Linked DNA regions of Oryctolagus cuniculus: region 1 is linked to region 2. Evidence: chromatin contacts called from public Micro-C data. All regions are on one chromosome and are shown on one strand. The core of a region is the stretch at or near the end of the contact, and the rest is flanking DNA. Distances in the headings are between cores, read along the strand shown. Region 1 has its middle 13 kb from the start of ABCA4. Region 2 has its middle 69 kb from the start of ARHGAP29.

Region 1 (7,293 bases), core at 4,322-6,821, 180 kb after region 2:
TTTTTAAATTATTGATTTATTCATTTATCTGTTTATTTGAGAGACAGAGAGAGGAGAACCTCATCCTTTCGTTTTCTCCACAAACGCCACTACAGCAGCCAGGGCTGGATTGGGGCAAAGCCAAGAGCCAAGAACTCCATGTAGGTCTCCCCCAGGGGTGGCAGGGGCCCGGCACTTGGGTTCTCTTCTGCTGTTTTCCCAGGGGCATTAGCAGGGAGCTGGATTAGAAGTGGGGCAGCCGGGATTTGCCCTGGCGCTCACACGGGATACCAGAGTCACAAGCAGCAGCTTTAACCTGCAGCGACACAGCGCCCGCCCTTGGTGTTAAAAAGCCAGAGACTTATATGCCCCTTGGAACATTCATTGCCGGCTCAGTCCAGGAGCGAATGCTCTCAAACCCAGCGGATGGAACTCTCTTACAAAAAGTGTGCAGAATATTTTCACGAACTCTACCCTTTGATCTGTAGGAAACAGATGCACTACAACAATGTACTTCCAATGCAATTCATAATGGAATCAGGAGAGATAACTACGAAACGATCTGGCACCCTAACAGCTCTCCGAGGCGGTTGGTCAACACCTGCGGTCGCAGGACAGTTCTGTTAGTTAGGCCAGTGCTCCGGGACGCAAACAGCCAAGCTTTGCTAGGGCGCCAGTGCCGCAGGCACTTCGCCGCCTGAGAAGAGGCACTGCTGGGGGAAGGCCCTGTGGCCGGCGCCTCCCGCCTCTGCCTGCCTCCGGCTCTCCTGCCTCTTGCCCTTCCTCTCAGTTTTGTCTTTGCCTGACCTGAGCAGTGGGAGGGAAATCTGGGCAGCGCTCTCAGAAGGGAGTCATGGACCATTTGCAAATAGGGCTGGGAGACACATTGACCTGCAGGGCCCCAGGGAGAAGCCCCCTCTTCAGAATGGAAAAAGGCATGGAAGGTGGTACAATGAATGCCATGTTTTTCGCCCTTTGGGTGCTCACCATGGTAGCGAAGGTCTACTGTGACGGCTTCTGAAGCCGGGAGGAATAGGAAATCAGTGCTGCTGGCACCCGCATTGGAACCGCAGACAAGCTGCCCATGTCTGCATGAGTCATCCAAAGGTCTGGGAGCTTTTTGCCATCCATCAGCACCGAGGGAGGTTAGAATAGAAATCAGTGACAAACAAATGACTCAGCTTTCCTTTGTAGAAAATGCTCCACTCCAGCTGCCCCGTTTCCCCGTTTGAATAAAAGGGACCAAGCCATGACCAACCAATGGTGGTTTGGGGTGGCGGGTGGAGAACCGGGTGCTGCTCCCCTGCCCGATGCACCGGGAACTTTCACAGCAGCTCCTGACATTATGTACAGGAAGGGGAGAGAGAAATCAGGAGGATTCAACCATGTACTTGTTTCCGGCTTTGTCCGAGACGTATGCGGCGGGAAGGAACGGGAAGGCCGGGCTTCCGCCCCGCTTTCTATTTGCACGCTCTGTGGCCTTGGCAGCTCACCAGCCGTCGGTGAGGGCGCTTCCTCCCCTGTGACAGGAGCACCAGGCCTGCACCGCAGGGTGTGGGGAAGCACAGGGGAGTCTGTGTCCCAGAGGTGATGCATATTTGCCCCCTACGGAACTGTCCAGAATCTTTGCTGCTGTGAAGGTTTGAAGAGGGGCAAAGTGTCAGAAATGAGGCAAGAGAGAGGAGAAACAGCAGGTGTGTGACTGGACACACCCGTTCTCCCAGGCGTGTTTTCATGGGTGTGAGGATGGATCTCTGATTTAAGAGGCTGATTGTGTCGCTGATTTCAAGACATTACGTGGCAAGTGCATCAACAGCAGTTTTGTTTGTTTGCTTGGTTTTGTTTTGACTAATTTCTAAGGAGAGAGAGAATCTCCCATCTGCTGATTCACTCCTCAAATCACCACTGTGGTTAAGACTGGACCAGGCCAAAGCGGAAGCCAGGAATTCCGTCCACGTCTCTCCTGTGGGTGGCAGGATCCCAACTACTTGAGCCACCACCCGCAGCCCACCAGGGTGCTCGTTAGCAGGAAGCCGAGCTGGGATGTGGACCCAGGCACTCTGATATGGGATGTGGCAGCCAAAGCAGGGTCTTCGTTGCTGCGCTGCATGCCTGTCCACACAACAGACATTTCCTACCAAGTGAGCGCGGGGCTGAGCTCTTTTCCCCCAGCCCTTCTTTCCACGCACTCTCATTTCATCACAGCCCTGTGATGTAGCCACTGTCAGCCAGAACTCTGATAGCAGATATATGATGCCCCGCTTCACAGATGACAAGTCTGATCCAAAAGGACATTTTGATCACTCACTTTGTGTGCAGTGGAATACAGTTTCAAACCCAGGTGTGTCTGACAGTACAGCTTAGGTGCATAACCACCAAACCCTTCAAGAGAATGGAGCCATACTCCTCTAACTGGAAAAGAAATCCGTCTTCTTCTGACCATTGGCCTTGACTTAAGATCCTGTCTTTGAAACTGACACAGCAACACAGACACACACACACAAACACACACACACACACACACATACACACACCTCCCACCTGGCCCCATCAACACAGAGCACCCTAAGAAGTGTGCTGTTAAGTGACTGACTCGGAGTCAGAGAGCTTAAATCCTGATTCCTGGCCCGTTGCTGGACAGTGTGTGTCTTTGGGTCAGGAATTTAAAATTCGCAGTAATTTCCTGTGGAATCATGTAGGGATCATCATGTCTGCTCAGCCCAGCTTACGGTGAGCGGTGAGGTTCAAGTGAGATGGTGCCCAGGGGTGTATTTTTAGATATGAAAGCAAAGAAGGCCTTCATTAAGAGTTTCTTCAACCAGACAGGGGCTGGGAGAAAGTTTGATAGGTGACCTAAGAAAAGAGAAGTCACTGTTAGCCCCCTGCTAGTAACAGCCACTCCTTTCATGATATGTTTGATTACCCAGAGTGGGTTGTGCCTGCTGGGGCACAAGGTGGTTGTAAGCGGTACAGGAACATGTATTTTAGTAGTTCTGTGCTCTGAAGTATTCTAGAAAAAATAGAAGAAACCTGCACTATCCCAGATTATTGCCTAGGATTCAGCTAAGCACAGAAACACTAAAATCAATCCAATAAGCGAAGTGTACATGTTCCATGAATACGGTCAACACAGTAGAAGTAGCAGGCAAACAATCTTAGGAGATACTGACAAAAGTTTGGTGTGTTTGACAACAAAGACTTATCTCAGAGGAGTTTGCCAGGCTCTCTTAATAATCTCTTTTGATCTCCTCGCGTCTTCAACAACAGTAATATTGGTCAAGGGGTCTGTTGACATTGTCCCCTGTGATCACCCCGTACCCCTCCCCACTGGTTCAATGCACCAGCCCCACAGGAATGGCCATTTGAGCCAAAGGGTTGTTTTAGCCCTTCCCTAAGACACACGCTTTTCCATCCTGTATTTTGTAGAAGATCCAAATGGGCTGCACCTTCTACACAGGGCATGAGTCCCTAGAGTCCTCCCTCGGTGTCCACGGGAAACTGGTTCTGGGACCACGACCCAGTACCAGGATCTGTGTGACTGCTTGATTATCTTATATAAAATGGGACAGTATGTAGGGGCCAGCATTGTGCTGCAGTGGGTTCAGCCCCCACCTGTGATGCTGGCATCTCTTATGTTTGTTGGTTCTACTCCCAGCTGCCCCACTTCTGATCCAGTTCCCTGCTAATGTGCCTGGGAAGACAGCAGAAGATGGTCCAAGTGTTTGGGCCCCTACACTCACATGGGAGACCTGGATGGAGTTCCAGGCTACCGGCTTCAGCCTGGCCCAGCCTCTGCCATTGAAGCCATTTAGGGAATGAACTACAAGATAGAAGACCTCTCTCTCTCTCACTCTCTTTCTTTGTGAGTGTGTGTGTGTGTGTGTGTCCTTCTCTCTCTGTCATTTTGCCTTTCAAATACATTAATTAAAATGATACAAAAAATAAAATGGTGTGGTATTTGCATATAACCTACACATCCTCCTGTATACTTCAAAACTTCTCTAGAGTACCTGTCATACCTAATACAATATAAATAGTTGTTACAAACTCCAAAGAGCTCATGGAAAACATGAATTATGAAAAAAACTATGCATGGAATTCAGCGTTTTTATAACCAAAATAAGCTTATCCTTGAACTCCATTTTTCTGCAAACTTGAAAATGCACATTGTGTGCACACGTTCAGTGCAGATGTGAACCCAGGGATACGGAGGGCCCGCTGTACTTTGAAAAGTGAGAATTTACTGTTGGTGTCTTAAACGCCTGGATCCGACATCTTTCAGAGGGAAAGCCGGGCGCTCTGGGGAGAGTTTGGAACAGCCCCGGCGGGATGGATTCCTCAGCTCAGCCCTGCGTGTTTGTCATTCTCCAGCGGCAAGTTGGCTGCTCAAGGCTCAAAGCCAGTGATAACCACTTCCCTGCGAGGTTTGTTTTGTCTTTGATGACAGAGCTTTCACTTAACACGGCATCTCGAGGCCTTCTTGAGAAATCGATGTTGACTTGATCAGGCCTCCGAAAACAGCAGTGTTGCCCTCTACGTTAAGGAACTGCCACAACTCACGTCCAATCTTCGTCCAAATGTAATCCAACAACTTAAACAGCAGTGGAGAGAAAATAAGGACACATCACTTCCTGTATTTTCTTGAAGAGCTCCTCCAGAAGTGCCCATTTAATGCAGACATTTTCCCTCATCATTTTGATAGCAACAAGCTGATGGTTTTTTTAAGATTTTATTTATTTATTTATTTGAGAGTTAGAGTTACAGACAGTGAGAGGGAGAGACAGAGACAGAGAGGTCTTCCATCTGCTGGTTCAATCCCCAGATGGCCGCCACGGCCAGAGCTGCTCCGATCCAAAGCCAAGAGCCAGGTGCTTCTTCCCGGTCTCCCATGCGGGTGCAGGGCCCCAAGGACTTGGGCCATCTTCTACTGCTTCCCCAGCTCATAGCAGAGAGTCGGATTGGAAGAGGGGTAGCCGGGACTAGAACCAGCGTCCATATGGGATGCCAGCGACGCAGGTAGAGGATTAACCTACTGCGCCATGGTGCCAGCCCCAGCAACAAGCTGATTTTTAAAACTTGGAGAGGTTTAAAGGGTCACCAGCAATCACTTAGAAAAATGAGAAACTTCAGCTCTGAACCCAGTCTTATCTGGTTCCAAGGACCGTGACATTCCACAGAACACTATAGTTCACGCATCCAGATCCTCATTGATTGAGCTCAAGGACTAGTACTTCTAAACTAATTTAGCCCCATAAAGAAGTAAAGGAATCTCAGAATTTGATAAACGCAGGTGTTGGGTACGGTGGTTAAGCCAACACATGGGACGTCCGCATCCCCTATCCAGGTGCCTGGGTTCAAGTCCCAGCTCTGCTCGCTGTTCCAGCTTCCTGCTAATGCACAGCATGGGAAGTGCTTGGGCCCCTGCCACTCACATGGGAGACTCGGATCGAGTTCTGGGCTCCTGGCTTCAGCTTGAGTCAGCCCTGGTTGTTACGGGGGCAGATGGGGGATGAACTAGTGGATGGAAGATCATTCTCTGTCTCTCTGTCTCTATCTCTGTCTCTCTCTCAAACATTTCCTAAACCTATAGGGACAGAAACTACTTGCAAGCCATTCATGAGTGCTACTGGGCTGGTTGCTGTGGTGTCTGCTTGGACTTCACTGCTACCGTGGTGATTTTGAGTGTGTTTGTTAGCAAAAATGCTCATGCAATGCTCACACAATTTGTAGCTCAGCTTATGGGCCTTTTCTCTGTCCCACTTCCCAGCTCCCAATCCTATGAGGAGAGGAGGAAACCCAGGACTGGCAATGATATGAGTCATTGCTATGGAGCTGTTAGGAGAGCGAGCCTCCTCTCACTCAAGAGAGGTATTTCTCCCTTTGACACATCCAGCTGAAGGAATCTGACAACAAACCACAAGCTCTCTTAGTCAGGCTGAGTAGGCAAGAACCATGTGAAATAGTTTCCCACGCCACTTCCAGCTCCCCACAAACTGCTGCCTAAGTAGTTTCCATTCTCCTTGTTTTTTCCATGCTCAAGGTCAAACAGTAGCTGAAAAACTGGCACCACTTTTGGCCATTGTTTGGTTTTACCATTTAGTGGGTACATTGGAGGAGAGCTCCTGATCCTGTATGTGGATTTGCTGTGAGGTTGCCCCAGAAGGCAAACTTTGCACCTGCTGTTGAAAGTTTTGCAAGTCCTGGGTCTGTGATGAGTTCATGTCCAATCTCCTGATCACAGATTTCCCAGGGCAGAGGCTCCCTTGCAGGTCAGCATGCAGCTTCCACACAAAAACCCTAATCACTACTATTATTTATCTCATTCACACAAAATCAGTCACTGCAGAGAGCTTGTTCTCAGCTAGACCGGGTCCCCGATTCTCAACAATTATTTTGCACATCAGACTATCCTTTCTATCTGCTAAAATTTGTGACTTGGCTGTGTGACTTGCTTCTAGCCAGCACCTCTTGGAATGCCTGGCTCCTGATACACAAGCACAGCCGAGCCCGGGATGCCCTGAGAGTCAGGAATGGAGGGCCTGGCCTGGGGTTGAGGTTCCCCAGGTTTTGTCAGTCTCTGCTTACCCTCACCGAGGCTCCCGTGATAAGCCTGCTATGAAACACTCCCTGGCATCTCCTAAAACCCTTATCTGGCAAGTACCGCTTTTTGTGCCTAATGCCCAGGATATGTAAAATCCCTGGACTCCAGGGGTTTTCTGAACATCAAGTCAGCACAACTAGACAGCTTTGGAAGTGAGTGTATCCAGTGCACCTGGAAGAGGGACCTGCCTCCTCCTTTTTGTTAGCAGCGTGATTGAGCCTTATTCTGCAGGCAGAGTCGTGTGGCCTCCACCACCTCCTGACATCCAGCATTTCTAGGTCTCTAATTTCCATATCTATCATATCCCCAAACTGATCTGCCTTTGACAGGGGGTTGGGTGGAGTACGCAGATGAGGGAAAAAGAGCAACACCAGCGAGAGAGAGAGGAGCACAAGGAAACCCACAGGATCTGGTGGAGGACGCGACCCCAAGCCCCCCCTCACCTGCCCAGCAACCAATGGGCCTCTGAGCAGGTCCGGCTCTCCTGGACCAGAAGCAAGTGTATCTGGGGAAAGAATCTCTAACACACATTTTGTCGGCTGGCCCTGGTGATTGGGTTCAGTGGGGAAGCTGAACTGAACAACTCCTCACCTGTAATTTTTCAACAAATTAGATGAATGTAACAGTGAATGTGTGTGTGTCCGGGGAGGGGGGAGAGGGTGGGTGGTCGATGAATAATTTGCCCCCTAAGATCTCTACACACTGTGCACCCA
Region 2 (6,669 bases), core at 541-3,040:
AAGATGCTGCTGGGAGTGCCCTTATCCGAGTGTCTGCGTTTGAGTCCAAGCTCTGCTTCCAAATCCAGCTTCCTGTTAATGTGCACCTCTGGGAGGCAGCAGGTGATGGCCCAGGTGCTTGCGTCCCCGAAGTACACTTGAGAGATGAAAGTTGACTTCCAGACTCTTGACGCTGGCCTAGCCCAGCTCTGATTGTTGCAGGCATTTGGAGAGTGAACCAACAGACAGAGTCTCTCTCTTTCTCTCTCTCTTTCTATCTCCCTTTCAAATAATTAAAAATAAATGCAAACATTTTAAACATGGCAATTGCTCCTGAGTTCCAAGGGAAAGCCTAGCAAGCTTCCGCCTGGGGCGCGGCTCACTGCCTGAAAGGTACTGGATTTCCTGGGCTCTGACTTCCGCCTGGCATCTCCCAGGGGCCTCGCTAACCTCTGCAGCCCTCTCTTCCCACTCGGGGGTTGTCTCTTCTGGAATCCTCTGGATTTATTGGAGGGGAATTCCTAATTGCCTTTCATTTATCACTCTGCTGACATTGTTTCTATTTCTGATACATGTTTATTGGCCTCAAGAGGGCAAGACCAAAACATCAAACTAAAATAAATGAAAATAAAACGTAGTTTAATTCTTCAAGTCCCTGAACCTGCTCCCTCACCTGCAGTCACTTGAAAGTAATTAGGGAATCTTTTATTGCTGTGGCTTTTTCCAGGCCCTGCTTCTTGCACTATGCTCTAGAGGCTTCTCAGTGCACTTTTACACCCTCTCGGTGCTGTCTCAGAACCTCCTCCCTCTTCCTTCTTTCTTGTGGTCTGTCTTCCAGAGTTGGGAGCCTTGTGTCTCTCCCGTGGCTATTTAGTCATTCTCTTCCACGTGATGCCGCTTCGCTTATTCGTCTGAGCAGTGGATTCATTTCCTGGACACAGGGGACTTTTAAGAATCTTTAATTTGCTTTATTATCCACTTTGCCCGGGCCACCAGTCCTTTGTAATGGTATCTGGTTCTTCTAATCCTGTTTAGCATCCCCTCGCTGCCCCCGCCCCCACTCTCAGCTGCAGCACTGCCTTTCCTTCCTTTCTCTCCAAGCTTTTAGCATCGTGGGTGATTAAGGCCCGGCTTCCTTTCTCTGCCAATTGACTTTCAGGATGAAAGTGAAAAACAAACAAGTTCATTTGGGGCTCACTGAAAAGCTTTGTCCCTCGTGCTGATATTCATGTGTGATAAACACATCGATTTGAAAAATAAGTTCTTATTTTCACAAAACAATCACACTTCAATCCACTCCTGGGTATCGAACGCTTTGCCCTGCTAGGTAATCTTGGTAGTCATTGAAATGGTCTTTAAACATGTACATGTTTTCCTCTTAGAAAGTCATTGCCTTTGCATGAATACTTTGCTCATGGTGTCAAATCACCTACACTTGCTCATCAATACCGCCTTGAGTATTTCTTCTAATGTCTCCAGTGGAAACATTTTGCTTCGCAATCCAAGCTTAAACTCTCATCATTTTGTGGGCACGGGGTTGGGGGTGGGGCGCGGAGGGAAGATGAGTTTTTCTAACTGTGCAGGCATTCTTGTCTGGAATTGCTAATATTCACGGGACAACCTCTAAGCTGCACAAATAGAAACGTCGGCCTTAGAATTCGCCCCTCCGAGGTGTGAAGGGGTTAAATTAGGAGCCGCAGCAACAACACAAAAAAGCTCCGAGAAGCTCTAAGAAGCCGGCATTCCTAAGGCAGCGTCTCGCCCCGGGAGCCCCTGGCCCGGCCGGCTCAGCTCGCGGCCCCGGTTCCTCCCATTGTAATGCATTCTGTATTCCTTCCTGCGCCTCTGCCTGGGCTAATTGTCGTCTTCCCACACTCCGGGGTTGTCATTTCCTCCAGTTGCCACCTTCTCCCTATGGCAGCACCTCCGGGGCTCTTTCTGAGCGCGCTTCAGCTCCGCACCGGCTCGCGGTGACCCCGGAGCCCGGCTTCCCGCGCTGGCCCGAGCCTGCCCATCGCTCCAGTCCATTCCTCTGAGGCAGCTGCGTGCAAGCCCGCCCACTGGAGGCCACTGTCACCCAGGGCCCGTGTGCACGCTGCCCGCCGCCCTGGGCCGGGAACGGTCCCAGCAGCGCCGTTGGGGGAAGCGGCCAGGACTTGTCCTCTGTCCCCCTCATCACCCTGACGCCCAAGCAGCATTTGGCTTCACGTAACCCTCATTTTGATCTTCTGGAGAAAACCCAGCAAGGGAAATTCTCCTGAATTTTCTACAATCACCAACCATGCTTACAAAAAAAAAAAAATACCATTAATTGGGGAATGTGAAGGGAGGGAAGATGACACAATCACACTAGCTCTAGGCTGCCAAGCTGTTTCATTTCAGCCGTGCAGAAGTGATTCTTGGGCTAAGGAAGCAGAGTACAGGCCTTTGTTTTAGGACCTGGGTTCTGATTACACCTGACAGGGCTGAAACTTGACTCCCACCGGGCTCCGGGGCGCCTTATCAGCCACCAGCCGTGCTACAGCAGGGCTGGGACCCAACTTGTCACTTTGATTCCTTTTGTATACTGCTTAGGATGGCAACAAAATCCAAAAACACAAAGTTCTTTCTTTCTCCCTAGAAATTAGCTCCCCGGGGGAGTTCTCCTGACCATCTTTTTAATTTTTGTAGGGGTCTGTGTGTTTTCTTCTCAAGGTCTTGTGGAGGTTCTCATAGTTTAAGGATATTCACATTTAATAAAACGTCTGCCCGAGAAAAAGACCTGTGGAACCTGAGCCGTGGTGGCGGTTTTGTGGTATTTGGATTCGTGTCTATGAAAATATTTGTACCCACATGACAGATTGTTCGGCGCGTTCATCCCAGACCGAAAACCTAAAAATAATTCACACACACAAGATCATCATTAAGTTTTTTTTTCCTCCCCCGCAGTCATCCAGCATGAGTAATGGTAAAAACAACAGCCAAAACAGTAAGATTACTGTGTTGAGTGCTTCATGCATTGTCAGGTAGGTACAAACACTTCAAGCAGTGCCGAAAATACTTTCGCTCTCTGAATAATGCATACCCGAAGTCTAACTCACCTGGACTCCTTACCAAGTGTACATATTTTCTAAAAAACAAAATCATGCTGTAGTTGGAGAAAGCTCTGTGGAGTGACCTGCCTGGGACTGGATGGGGAAGGAGCCAAATCAAACACTCAGCCAACAGCCTGGTCATTAATCCAAAAATGACTTTTTCTCTGCAGGTTAATTTCATTTTTTAAGTCAATGCTCCACTCTCTACTCTAGTGGGTGGGGAGATATGTCATGGAAACAACCCAACAGGAGAAGAGAGGTGTGAATTCATCCTGGACTGGGAAGTAAGAGTTTCTGGGAGGCTTATTTGTGTTGCACACCTTGGCCGTGCTCCGCGGGAGCTGGGCTCTCCATTTATTGTCCTGCTAGAGCACAGAGGGGCTGTTTTGTTGTTGCTGCTGTTGTTGTTTTGTTGCTTTTCTGAAGGAACTCTGGCCCCTGCCCGTGCATACCCCTGCCTCTGCCTCTTGGTAGAGGTTGCTCCTAGCAGTTGCCAGCCCGGACTGGGAACCTTTGTTTTCACAAGAGGATGCCCAGGCTCCTAGGTGGAGCTACGCAACGAATCAGGAAAACAGAGTCAGGACACGGCGGGTGTCTGCCGCGTGATGTATCTCAGATCTCGCGGAAGCTTGACTGGAGGAAAGAACAGTTGGGGAGGATGCGGTCCATCTTTCTCCCGCAGACTTGAGCTTTAGCCCTGGATCAAATCTGGTCACTGAAGAGCCTCACATCTGAACTGTGTCCCTTTGTCCAGGACCTCACTCTGACACTTGACTGAATGAAGGCTGCCTGAGCGACACCGTAAGCAGCAGCTGGTGGGAACTCACTGGCTCCCAGCGGCACGCACGACCTCAGTGTCCTTTTGGAGAAGGCGCGGGAGAAACTTTGTTCAGGTCTTGAGGCTCCTGAGCCCCTGAAACGCATCTGTAAAACCTGTGGATCCTATCGCCAGTCTGCTTCCTCACGGCTCAGAGCCAAATTTGTGGTTCCTCTTTAGCTTGAGTTCATAGGGTTGGCAATTCTGTGTGGTGGCTTTGCTTCTGGCTTCACTTCACCACCCCATCCTTGTCTCTTTGCTTTGTTTCTTCTATTTTGTGCACTTTTATTTATTATATTGCATGATTTTGATAGTCACCTAAGAAGCTTGTTGAAAAGAGGATGCATTGCATTAATAAATCATTTTTATGACATTTTCTGAGCACATAGCAATAACAATATCCTCTGGGGGCAGGCACTGTGGTGTAGCCAGTGGCACCATCTCTTGGGACAACAGCATCCCATTTAGGAGCACTGGTTCTAATCTGGGCTACTCCACTTCCGAGGCAGCTCCCCACTAATGGGCCTGGGAAACAGCAGAAAACGGCTCAAGTACTTGGGTTCCTACCACTCATGTGGGAGACCAGGATGGAGGTCCTGGCTCCCGGCTTCAACGTGGTCCAACCCCTGCTGTTGCAGCCATATGGAGAGGAACCTGCAGATGGAAGATCACTCTCTGTCTTTCATTCCCTGCCTCCCCTGCCCACCGTGCCACTCTGCTGTTCAAATGAACAAATAAATAAATAAATCTTTTTTTTTTTTTTTAACAGGCAGAGTGGACAGTGAGAGAGAGAAACGGGGAGAAAGGTTTTCCTTTTCCGTTGGTTCACCCTTCAATGGCTGCTGCGGCCAGCGCACCGCGCTGATCCGAAGGCAGGAGCCAGGTGCTTCTCCTGGTCTCCCATGCGGGTGCAGGGCCCAAGCACTTGGGCCATCCTCCACTGCCTTCCTGGGCCACAGCAGAGAGCTGGACTGGAAGAGGAGCAACCAGGACAGAATCCGGTGCCCCAACCCGGACTCGAACCCGGTGTACTGGCGTCGCAGGTGGAGGATTAGCCTATTGAGCCGCAGCGCCGGCCATAAATCTGTTTTTAAAAAGAGAATAAACTGCAGTGTAGGGGAGGAAAAATTTCTTACCCATTGCTATGTTAATGGCTGAGGCACTGACAATGTAAGACAGACTTATAGGAGAAAAACATCCACCTTTACTTAGTAAGAGTTTTCCATGACATGGTGGCTTTTGGTAATGAAGACCCCAAGAAACAGAGAAACTTGGATATTTTCAAGCTAAGTTTGATGAATAAGTGGATGGTGATGGGGAAGCATGAGGCACAAACGGGATCTGATGTAGGGGTGAGAAGCTGGGGTGGGGAGCCTGTTTGCTCCGATTTTTCTCTGTGTGCCTGTGTCTGCAGAGACAGGACTTTCCTGTCCTCAAGGGTGCCGTGGGCACTGCTGGAATGAGGGCTGTAAGATTTGCTCCAGTGAAGAAGGGCAAGGAGCAAGGTGGGAGCCTCCTGTTTCTGCAGATTCCTCAAATGCCAAGGTGCCATGATTTAGGATAGTATGCCTTCAACCCCGTCAGGAGATACTCCCCAAACATGGGGGTAATATGGGGAAAAATTTAAGGATTTTTTTATAAAGATTTATTTTATTTATTTGAAAGAGTTACAGAGACAGGTAGAGACAGAGAGAGAGGTCTTCCATCTGCTGGTTCACTCCCCAGATGGCCGAAACGGCTGGAGCTACGCCGAACCACAGCCGGGAGCCAGGAGCTTCTTCCGGGTCTCCCATGCAGGTGCAGGGGCCCAAGGACCTGAGCCATCTTCCACTGCTTTCCCAGGTCACAGCAGAAAGCTGGATCGGAAGAGGAACAGCTGGGAATAGAACCAGCGCCCATATGGGATGCTGACGCTTCAGGCCAGAGCTTTGACCTGATGCGCCACAGCACCAGCCCCTAAGGATGTTTTAATTCCCCTACACACAGTTGGGAACTTGATATAAAGGACGCCTTAACTAAGAAGTCCTCAGGACAAAGCTATGTTTAATGAGCTTGACTGAGGCACAGAGGAGTTGGAAGGATATGCTGATCCTGACAAGAAGGTACCTCTGAAGCCCTCTCTGGGTGAGCAATGGCCCTTCATGGTCAAGGCCTGCTTCCCCGTGGAAATTAGTCCATGGAGGAAGTACAGCAGGCTGGAGATCCACTCCCTGGAACACAATTTGCTGCTTTTGTCAGCTGTTTGTAGTATCATTATTGTTACACATAAGCAAACCATGAGGAGACCCTTCCAGCTACCCTGGATAACGAAGCTTCTTTATAAAGCCTGTCAATACATGTGGCAGTGTCTGGTACTGGAGGCAAAGGAAAGAGTCAGAACCCCTGTCTTCAGGGAGCTCACCCCTCCTGAGCTCTCCTGGTTTTCCCAGTCATGCAAGAAGGTATTTCATGAGTACCTCAAGGAGGCCTAGCAGAATAATTGTAGGAGGGCACCTAAGTTACTCTGGTTGGGAAGCAAAGAAGGCCCTCCTGAGAACAGCAAGTTGATGAGACAGTGAATGCAAAGCCCTGAGGTAGGGAAGAGAGGGCCATGAGGGACTGGAGAACCACAGGAGGGCCAGCGAGCACCGAGTGGGTGGACAAATGACAAGGTGCTCAGTGGAGAAGTGACAAGGTACAAGGTGAGGGCAAGCTGCGGCAAGGCATTCCGTCTGCTCCGTCAGCCCCTCTCTCATGCCCTTCACCTCCTCTACGTCTTTGCTCCAGCCACCCTCTCCCAAGGCCTACCCTCACCGTCCC

The links. A called contact is a pair of places that touch in the nucleus more often than the background predicts.
Region 1: a contact with region 2 is called in a Micro-C map of ear pinna, with 4 times the contacts expected there. The contact joins two enhancer-like sites. A contact is called at or near these places in 2 of 6 Hi-C or Micro-C datasets (ear pinna and an unstated tissue).

What each region holds. Positions count from the first base shown.
Region 1 is chr7:76,525,145-76,532,437 of mOryCun1.1, forward strand. No RefSeq gene overlaps it. Among named protein-coding and RNA genes, the nearest start is that of ABCA4, 13 kb to the right of the region's middle. Within about 2 kb of position 5,572, at least 1 of the 8 cell types and tissues checked has an H3K27ac peak or open chromatin away from gene starts, as enhancers often do. A contact at or near this core is called in ear pinna, where this site is marked.
Region 2 is chr7:76,345,346-76,352,014 of mOryCun1.1, forward strand. No RefSeq gene overlaps it. Among named protein-coding and RNA genes, the nearest start is that of ARHGAP29, 69 kb to the right of the region's middle. Within about 2 kb of position 1,791, at least 4 of the 8 cell types and tissues checked have an H3K27ac peak or open chromatin away from gene starts, as enhancers often do. A contact at or near this core is called in ear pinna, where this site is marked.